Regions from separate parts of the Anas platyrhynchos genome. Here region 2 is linked to region 1. The links are chromatin contacts, called in public Hi-C maps. All regions are on one chromosome and are shown on one strand. The core of a region is the stretch at or near the end of the contact, and the rest is flanking DNA. Distances in the headings are between cores, read along the strand shown.

Evidence for each region. A called contact is a pair of places that touch in the nucleus more often than the background predicts.
Region 2: a Hi-C map of subcutaneous adipose tissue shows a contact between it and region 1, with 4 times the contacts expected there. The contact joins the enhancer-like site here to the promoter of ZC3H15 in region 1. A contact is called at or near these places in 5 of 8 Hi-C or Micro-C datasets (F1 follicle, F5 follicle, liver and 2 more).

The regions. Positions count from the first base shown.
Region 1 is chr7:34,702,200-34,705,988 of IASCAAS_PekinDuck_T2T, reverse strand. It overlaps ZC3H15 (zinc finger CCCH-type containing 15), which reads right to left and starts at 1,990. Exons shown (of 10, transcript XM_005030717.6): 1 at 1,769-1,990; 2 at 698-799. The coding sequence starts at 1,846.
Region 2 is chr7:34,738,224-34,742,164 of IASCAAS_PekinDuck_T2T, reverse strand. It overlaps ITGAV (integrin subunit alpha V), which reads right to left. Exons shown (of 30, transcript XM_038181953.2): 5 at 3,633-3,694; 6 at 2,114-2,159; 7 at 536-661. Among named protein-coding and RNA genes, the nearest start is that of ITGAV, 18 kb to the right of the region's middle. Within about 2 kb of position 2,589, at least 5 of the 8 cell types and tissues checked have an H3K27ac peak or open chromatin away from gene starts, as enhancers often do. A contact at or near this core is called in subcutaneous adipose tissue, where this site is marked.

The sequences.
Region 1 (3,789 bases), core at 741-3,240:
AAGTGACATCAAATAATCCTTACCACTTCAAGAATTTTACATCTCATGACATGAGCATCAACATTAAAGTTGCATTTGTCATTTATTAGATTATCCTAATGCTATGTAAGGAATTCAACACCAGTTATGACATCATGAGGTTAGCTGCCGCAAATGTCATTATTCTGTAGGCTTATTCGTTTAACAGGAAGCTGTGTGAATACCTAGCAGCTAACTTCTCTAGCGCTGTAGCAGCAAGACCTGGCTTGCATCCATTGGAGTAATATTTCTATGAAATCTGTGCTTTCTGACTAAGCAAAACACTGTAACTCAGCCATTCTAACATTTTACTTCATGATACAAAACAAGAGCAAAGCAGTAGTAGCAGTGGCTCCGAACTTCAGTTTCTCTGACCAGTTTATCAATTAGACATGTAATTGTAAGACTTGTTTCCACTTGAAATTATAGTAAGTACTTCCATGGGTAGAACAACAAGCACATGAGTTTGTAACTGTTTCAAACTTTATCTCAATGCCCAACTAAATACGAATTATTTTTATTTTTCGTGATTTGCTATTTCTTAGATTAGGTGAGAATCGAAAAAAAAAAAAAGAGCATTTGAACTTGTTTTCTACTCGAGTATCATGTGACAATCAGTACGTAGGGTAAAGATGATTCCACTACCCAGTAGGAAAAGCGTTACAGATGCAATGCTTACCTGGCGTGGATTTTGCTGACCAAATTTAACCTGGTGAGTCACAGCCTTGATAAATTTCTGTTGTTTTGCACCTTTTTTGTTCTTTAAGCCAAAGGTTTTGTCCTATAAGTCAAAAGATGAGCACAAATTATTTAAGACTGACCAATAGTTAGAACAAATTCACGTTATTACAAAATAAAATAAAAAAATACCTCCCCCCCCCAAAAAAAAAAACATAACAAAACCCTTGCCACTCCTCTCAGACTGTTAGTTAAACACAAATTTAGTGCCATTTAGCACATCTAGCAACATGACCAATAGAAGAAACAAGATGGACAGCATTCCCCATTTGTACAATCTTTAAAATTCGCTTTTCCAAAGACAGGACTAAATACTGCTGTTTTGTGAGCTATTGCTTTTCTCCCCAGATCCAATCACGTCCAAATATTAATGCATGTGTTTGCACGCAGTGTTTTAAGACTCCTCAAGACAAATAGGCAAGATCTTTTTGATTACAAGCTACAACTGGAAAATAAAACCTGAATAGTCATAAACACTGTCTTTTCCTTCTATCTGCTTGAAACCACCTACTATTTCCCTCTTCAAGTATTCATACATAAATCTTTGATCTTCACGTCATGCAGGTCAACACTGCCGCATTAAACATTTTCCTCTTTTTCCCCCAAGTATTTTGTACTGATTTATTTAAGTGTTTCCCCCACATCCAGTCCAGACGTGTGTTTGTATATCCTAAACTCCGCTGCAATAAGCTGCTGTTTACACCGCCTGAGCCAAATCTTCCTCCACATCTTCAGTTTTACTACTAGAAACAAGTTTCTATACCAAACCTGTTAAAGTTTTCATTAAAAGAAAAAGGATGGCTCTGTTTCACACACGGATCTGAAACAGCAATTGCTGTTTGTAGCTGAAATACCGCACTTAAAACCTATCTGTGCCTTTGATTTGATAGCTTTTTTTCTTTTTTTTTAATTACCCGACATAAAAGTGGAATTACCCCACACAGCCGGACCCAGCAACGACACCAGAACCCCCCCCCCCCCCCCCCCGCGGCGCTGTCGGGCCCGGCCTCACCTCGATGATCTTCTCCTTCTTCTTCTGGTCCGCCTTCTTGCTGCCCCCCGCCGGCTGCTGCTGCTTCTTGGGGGGCATGGCGGGCGGGGAAGGGGGAAGGAAAGGGGAAGGGAAGGGAAAAAGACCGGGACAGGACGGGACGGGCCCGGCCGGGACAGCGCCGCCGCCGCCGCCGCCGGGGAGGCCGCACCGGAAAGCGGCGGTGCCGCGGGGCAGGCTGGGAAGGCAGCGCCCGGTGCGTCCCGGCAGGCCGCGCGCCGCCGGGCGGGGAGGCGCCAAGCGGCGCGGGGCGCTGAGGCGCCGCCGCCATCTTGGGCAGCCTCCCGCAGGCTGTGGTGGCGCAGAGAGGGGATGGGGGAGCCTGCCCGCAGCAGCCGGGGGCTCGGGGAGGAATGTGTCTTGTGGAGATGAAGCGCGTTGGGCAGGGTGATGGTTTTCGCTGCTCTCTGCCACGTGAAGGAAGATCGCTGCTCTGGGAGTGCCTTCCCACTTAGTGCCAGCTGCAGTTTCCATGCTATCAGTATGTTAGGCAGCCTACAAGCCAGGCAATCACAAGGCAGAGAAAATAATGCTCTCCCAGTCTACTCCAACTTTCAAGTAACACATAAACCTCCAGTCAGCCGCTCCCCACAACTCCACGCTTTTCTCTGAAGACTGCCCTCCAAAAAATTGTACTGAATTTCACAATTTTTTGGTGCATTGAAGCCCAGTTGCTAGGGCTTGAAGGGAGAGAACGTGTGCTACTGTAAGGAGCTTCGTTGGAGCATTAGCTACTCAGTGGAACTCTACTAAATAAACAATCACTTGTAAATAAGGCGTCTGACTGCAGAAGGCAGCCTGCACCTCAGTGCAGTCTGCCTGGGCCAGGTTTTAGCCTGTTAAACAGTGGCAGCCTGCCTGAGAGGAGATAAGCTTTCAGTTCATCTTACTAAGTGCCAAGGCTGGATTTGGGTTCCTCTGAGAATGACACATCTTTCTGTAGAAAGGGTGTAAGAAACCTGAATGAACTCCAAATGAGACAACATGAACATCAAAATAAGACAACAGGCAGTTTTACCAAGAGAGCTGTTCTTACCAGAATTTACACACCTGATGATCTGCAACAGAAGCCATTCTGTTAGTTTAAGAAAGGATCCTGATTTTTCAGACTGCTGAGCTAAATAACTACCAGCTATAATACATGTCACTGCTTGCATGCTCAAAAAAAAAAAAAAAAAAAAAAAAAAAAAAAAAAAAAAAAAGTTTATCTTTGCCTTTTCTAATCACTAGATTAGAATTACTGAAGTTGCAAGCTGGGAGAACATTGCTGATGGTTGGGAATTTGAGACTAGTATTTCTGTGCCTTCCCTGCCTTACTGACCTGCAGCCTGTGTGCCCCTGACACGCACTCCATCTGGAGTGAATTGCATACATCTTTTTGCAGTTTTGTGGCCTGGATGCAGACATTTGAAATACATCACACCACTTGAGGTGCAATCCCTATAAACTACCAGAGACAGCAAGATAATTCAGGGTCTTGGTTGTCTGTTTCCAGATGTACTTCTTTATGAAATACATACTTAAAAGGGTTATCCATCTCAGCGTGAATAACAGCATTTTATTTCAAGTTCCTGGAAATTTATGCAACTTGGTTCTAGCTGACATTCACCATTAAATTTAGAACTAGCTGATGCTCAAATTGTGAGCTAATACAGATGAGTGCTACCTATGACATTTCATTTTAAAAGGTCTTAAACTAACCATAGAGATACCAGTTGAGGTAATTCTAGTTTCTTTTTTTTTGTTGTTTGTTTGTTTTTTTGTTTTCTTCTTTCTTTTCTTTTTCTGTACCATGACAATTAAGATCCTTACTGGAGTTCTTACTAACACCAATTGCTTTATGAATAATTGAATGAATAACAAATGAGTAACTGAATTTAAAATGTTTATGTGTAGCTCAAGCATCAATTTTACTTTTCAAATTACTGTTTCACCATGTTACGTGTGCATTTTCCACAAATAAAAATGTAAGCTAAATTTAA
Region 2 (3,941 bases), core at 1,340-3,839, 36 kb before region 1:
GTACCTAACCATTGGTATCAAGAGAAATAATATTCACAGAAAATGAACTCTTTAAAATTATCTTAGGATTTTAGAGTAGGTTCTTTGAGTAGGTCCCTAGAAAATATCCTGGTCCACCCTTGCTTTTTTCTGAACCCACTGAGACAAGCATAAGGCTAAATGGCAATTTCCTAACTGTCTAAGAAAGTCTTTTTATTAGTTTTATTCCCAATCATGATTATTTCCCATATTTATTTTGGTAGATGATTTAGAAACAGCTGTTTTTCTAAAATTAATAGCTATGTGAGTGATATATCGTGTAAAAATCATACCTGATGATTTATACTAGGCCTGAATTACAGAGAAATTTTTTTTGAAATATTCCCATTTCTTCTGTCATCATCTGGTTTTTGAATCAGGGTTATGGCAAGATAACTAAGTATTGGTCACACAAATTACTGCGTTTTCAGCTCTTTAGTTATCTGTCAAACGTTAAGAATAGCAGAAGAGGGTTTTTCAAGTACAGACAGGTTTTCTTCCTTTTCAAGTTACGCACCAAGATAACTGTCATCAAAAGCAGCACTAGCAGGTCTGGTTGCTAACTGGTCATCGTATTTTATACTGTAGACTTTGGAGTCATATTTAGCCACAATTTCTGTCACTCGGTCAGAAATAAGTTGGCCTAAAGAGAAAGAAAACAGCTTAAGCAAACAGGTAAATGCACATGCATTCATTCAGTAAAAAAAAGACATTTACAGAATGCTTGCCTCTAAAGCAACAACTCTTCATAATACTGACCAGAAAAGAACCAAAAGCAGCAGTACTAGAAAGGATAAAAGCGGCAGTCAGGATCCTGCTTCGGCAAAGTTTTATGCACATATTTAATCACAAGCACATGAACAGTTCTCACTGAAAATAGGCATGGCTCCTACATGTAAGCTGGGACTTGAATGGGACTGCTCGGTTAGGTAACAGTAAGCATAAGCTTATGCTGAGTCAATCCTTGTCTAAATATAACTTGAAAGCATAATAAAGCGGACAAGCTAATAAGCACAGCATATTATATTCCTGCCTTCTCCCTGTTTTCATTTCACTAGCCACTAGATGGTGACTTCACAACATTGTTTCTTTGAGTTTAAACCACAAAACGTGTTTTTTTTCAGAAGAGCACTGAGTTCACATGCATATTCCCCAGACGTTTATGAAGCATGGGGCAACAAGTCTAGCATACCACAATACAGAATAAAAACTTGGGGTGAAAAATTTTTACAAGTATGCTGTTACCATCTTCTATTCAGAGCTGAGATTCTTTTGTGTGTAGTTAACAGAAGAGAATAAATTTGTTTCAGCAGATTAGCTAGCACTTGTGCCCAAAAGTAGTAAAATCAATCTAAAACCAACCTATATTATCCTGTATTTGCAGTTGATTTTCAATCATTTCATTTTGTTCAGAGTTTGAAACAGAAAATCCTTCATAAAGCATTGGTATTTACATTAAAAAAAAAAAAAAACAAGCCAGGCAACAGAGCTTGGCAGCTGTCCTGGTTGTAGCAGCACCATCTCAACTGACAGGTATGGGTAAACATTGAATGATCCTGCAAACATGCAGTGAAGACCATGTTAGCAAAACGTATAGGAAATGTTCTGTGGAAACAGAGCAGTGCAGGGGATGTGCGCCGTAGCACAAACAGATCAGTCAAACAAATTCAATACATCTTGGCCTTGAAATTAAAATAATAGTTTTATTTGCAGGGTATGTTTCTCATTGAAAATACATACTTGGTAAGTGTGTAAGAAAATACAAAAATAGCAGGTTTAGAAAAAAGCAGCAAAGCATCCTAAAATAAATGTATCCAGCTAGTGCAAACGCAAATTCTGCATTCTCAGGAAAATGCCTTTAAAATTGTCATGGAGCTATTTAAAAGGCAAAAGACATCTATACAGTTACTACTTTGGCTTTAATCTGTGGTTCCCATGATTCAGGAAATACTTCGACGGATGAGCAAAATTATTTTTGTTGGTTTTCTTACTAACAGAGTTGACAGTGTTTGGAGCAAAGTGAACACAAAGAAATACAAAGATGGAGAAAATTAATGAGGTCAGTCTCTTCTGCAACACCAATAATATATCTTACCTTGCCAGTAAAAACTTCCAGGTCCTCCAAGTAGCACTCTGTCTCCCTTGGGAGAAAGAAAAAAGGAAAAGGGAATCTTCACATCAAGACATTATGTTTTTGAAGGAATGACTGAACCTAGTTAGAAATGTATCTTGGAAAATGCTAAGATAAGAAAAAATACCTCTTCTGTGACTCACCACCCATCTAAAATTATCGGCAGAATTTTGCTTTTATTTGAGTAGACCCTTCTACCCACATTATCTAAGACAACAGAAATAGGAGATAACATTAACAATGCTATAAAACACTAACACGTTTTATGGTCAAGACACAAAACTAGTTTCGTCTTTTGTCTTGCCTGTTTCTACAACTTATCGTTAGAAAGGCTTAATTCAGAAAAGCTGTGATGTAATTCCCCCAACTCCACATTCCTTGGTACAACTGCAATCCACAAACCCTTTTCTGAAACTCAAACCACATTAGCTACCCCAGTGCTGGGAACTGGCTCCATAAGGACTTACTCAATCCGGCGGCTGAAATCATAGGGTTTGCTGCATAATTAAGTCACTTATCCTGGTTTAATCTAAAAGCTCCCATATTCGTCACTCAGAACAATCTAGGTCAGAGATTTGGAGATACCAGGCTTGCCCATTCGGATAGGGGGTTGGATTAGAGCCCAGCATTTGTTTTAACACGGACTAGAGTCTGCACTGTAATCCTGAAGCATTTTCAGGGGGTTCAGGAGAAATAACTGAAACACTTGCAGTCCTGTACTTTCTACAGTTCCCCCAAGGAAAAGCAAGGGTGTCCTCAGGCAAAGAGTGGAGGGATATGACCCAATTATAAGGTGTGAAGAACCCAAAAGATTGCCACATCACAAATAGGTCTTAACATGCCCAGAAGATGCTGAACAAGTTAATTGTACAGTGTAAAAAACTATAGTTAGTTCTCAGAGTAATGCACTGTTTTATTCTGAATTTTAAAAGTAAATGTGAATTAAAAAAAAGTATAAAAAGGAGGAAGAACAGACACTAGAACAAACATAAAAGAAAAACAACAAAGAAGAAAGTTAAATTCTCATATCAGATGAGAAAAACAAGCCTCATTCACAAGAGCATTGTTTCCTAATTCACTTTAGCAGTAAGTTATTTTTCCTGAGCAAATAAATTAGCCATACACCAATCCTTTAAAAATAAGCTCTCAAAAAACCTGAACACTACACTTTATTTCACTTCAGGACTAGCTGCAGCAGAGGCTTATGGCATCAGGCTGAAAAAGTAGATTATTTGCTTATGGCACGATTCCTACAAGAGGTAGAAGCACGCTGTTGTGAAGATGTAAAGAGAAGCAGTTACACTACCAGCCTGTTTGCTTGGCTTTTTGTTTTTAAATTTAGAAGAAGTTTGTTCTTTATCCCCCAGGAATGGTGCTTTACATTAAGTTCCATAGCATCAGTGCGTGTAAACGTTCCGCGTCGGAGTGATTGGTAACCTGCAACTGTTTGCTGACTCACAGGAATTAAGTAACAATCACATACCTTTGTAAAGTCAATGCTAAATCCACCTTGACAAAATCCCTGTCCATCTGCATCGATAGTGGCTACAAAAAGAAAGAAGAAAGAAGAACAAATCAGATTATCGGTAGTATATCAGATGGTTCTGGGGATTCTTTCCAATATATCTTCCTATGGTAACTTTGCACTCCTGACCTTGAAATGTGTAGTTTTCTTTCTCCTAAATCAGTATTTTCTCTGTATCAACAATTCACAAGCAAATACTTGAATAACTTCAGGGCTGGCCTATTATCTATTCTAACCTTAATGTAAGTTTCAGCCTACTACAGTCTA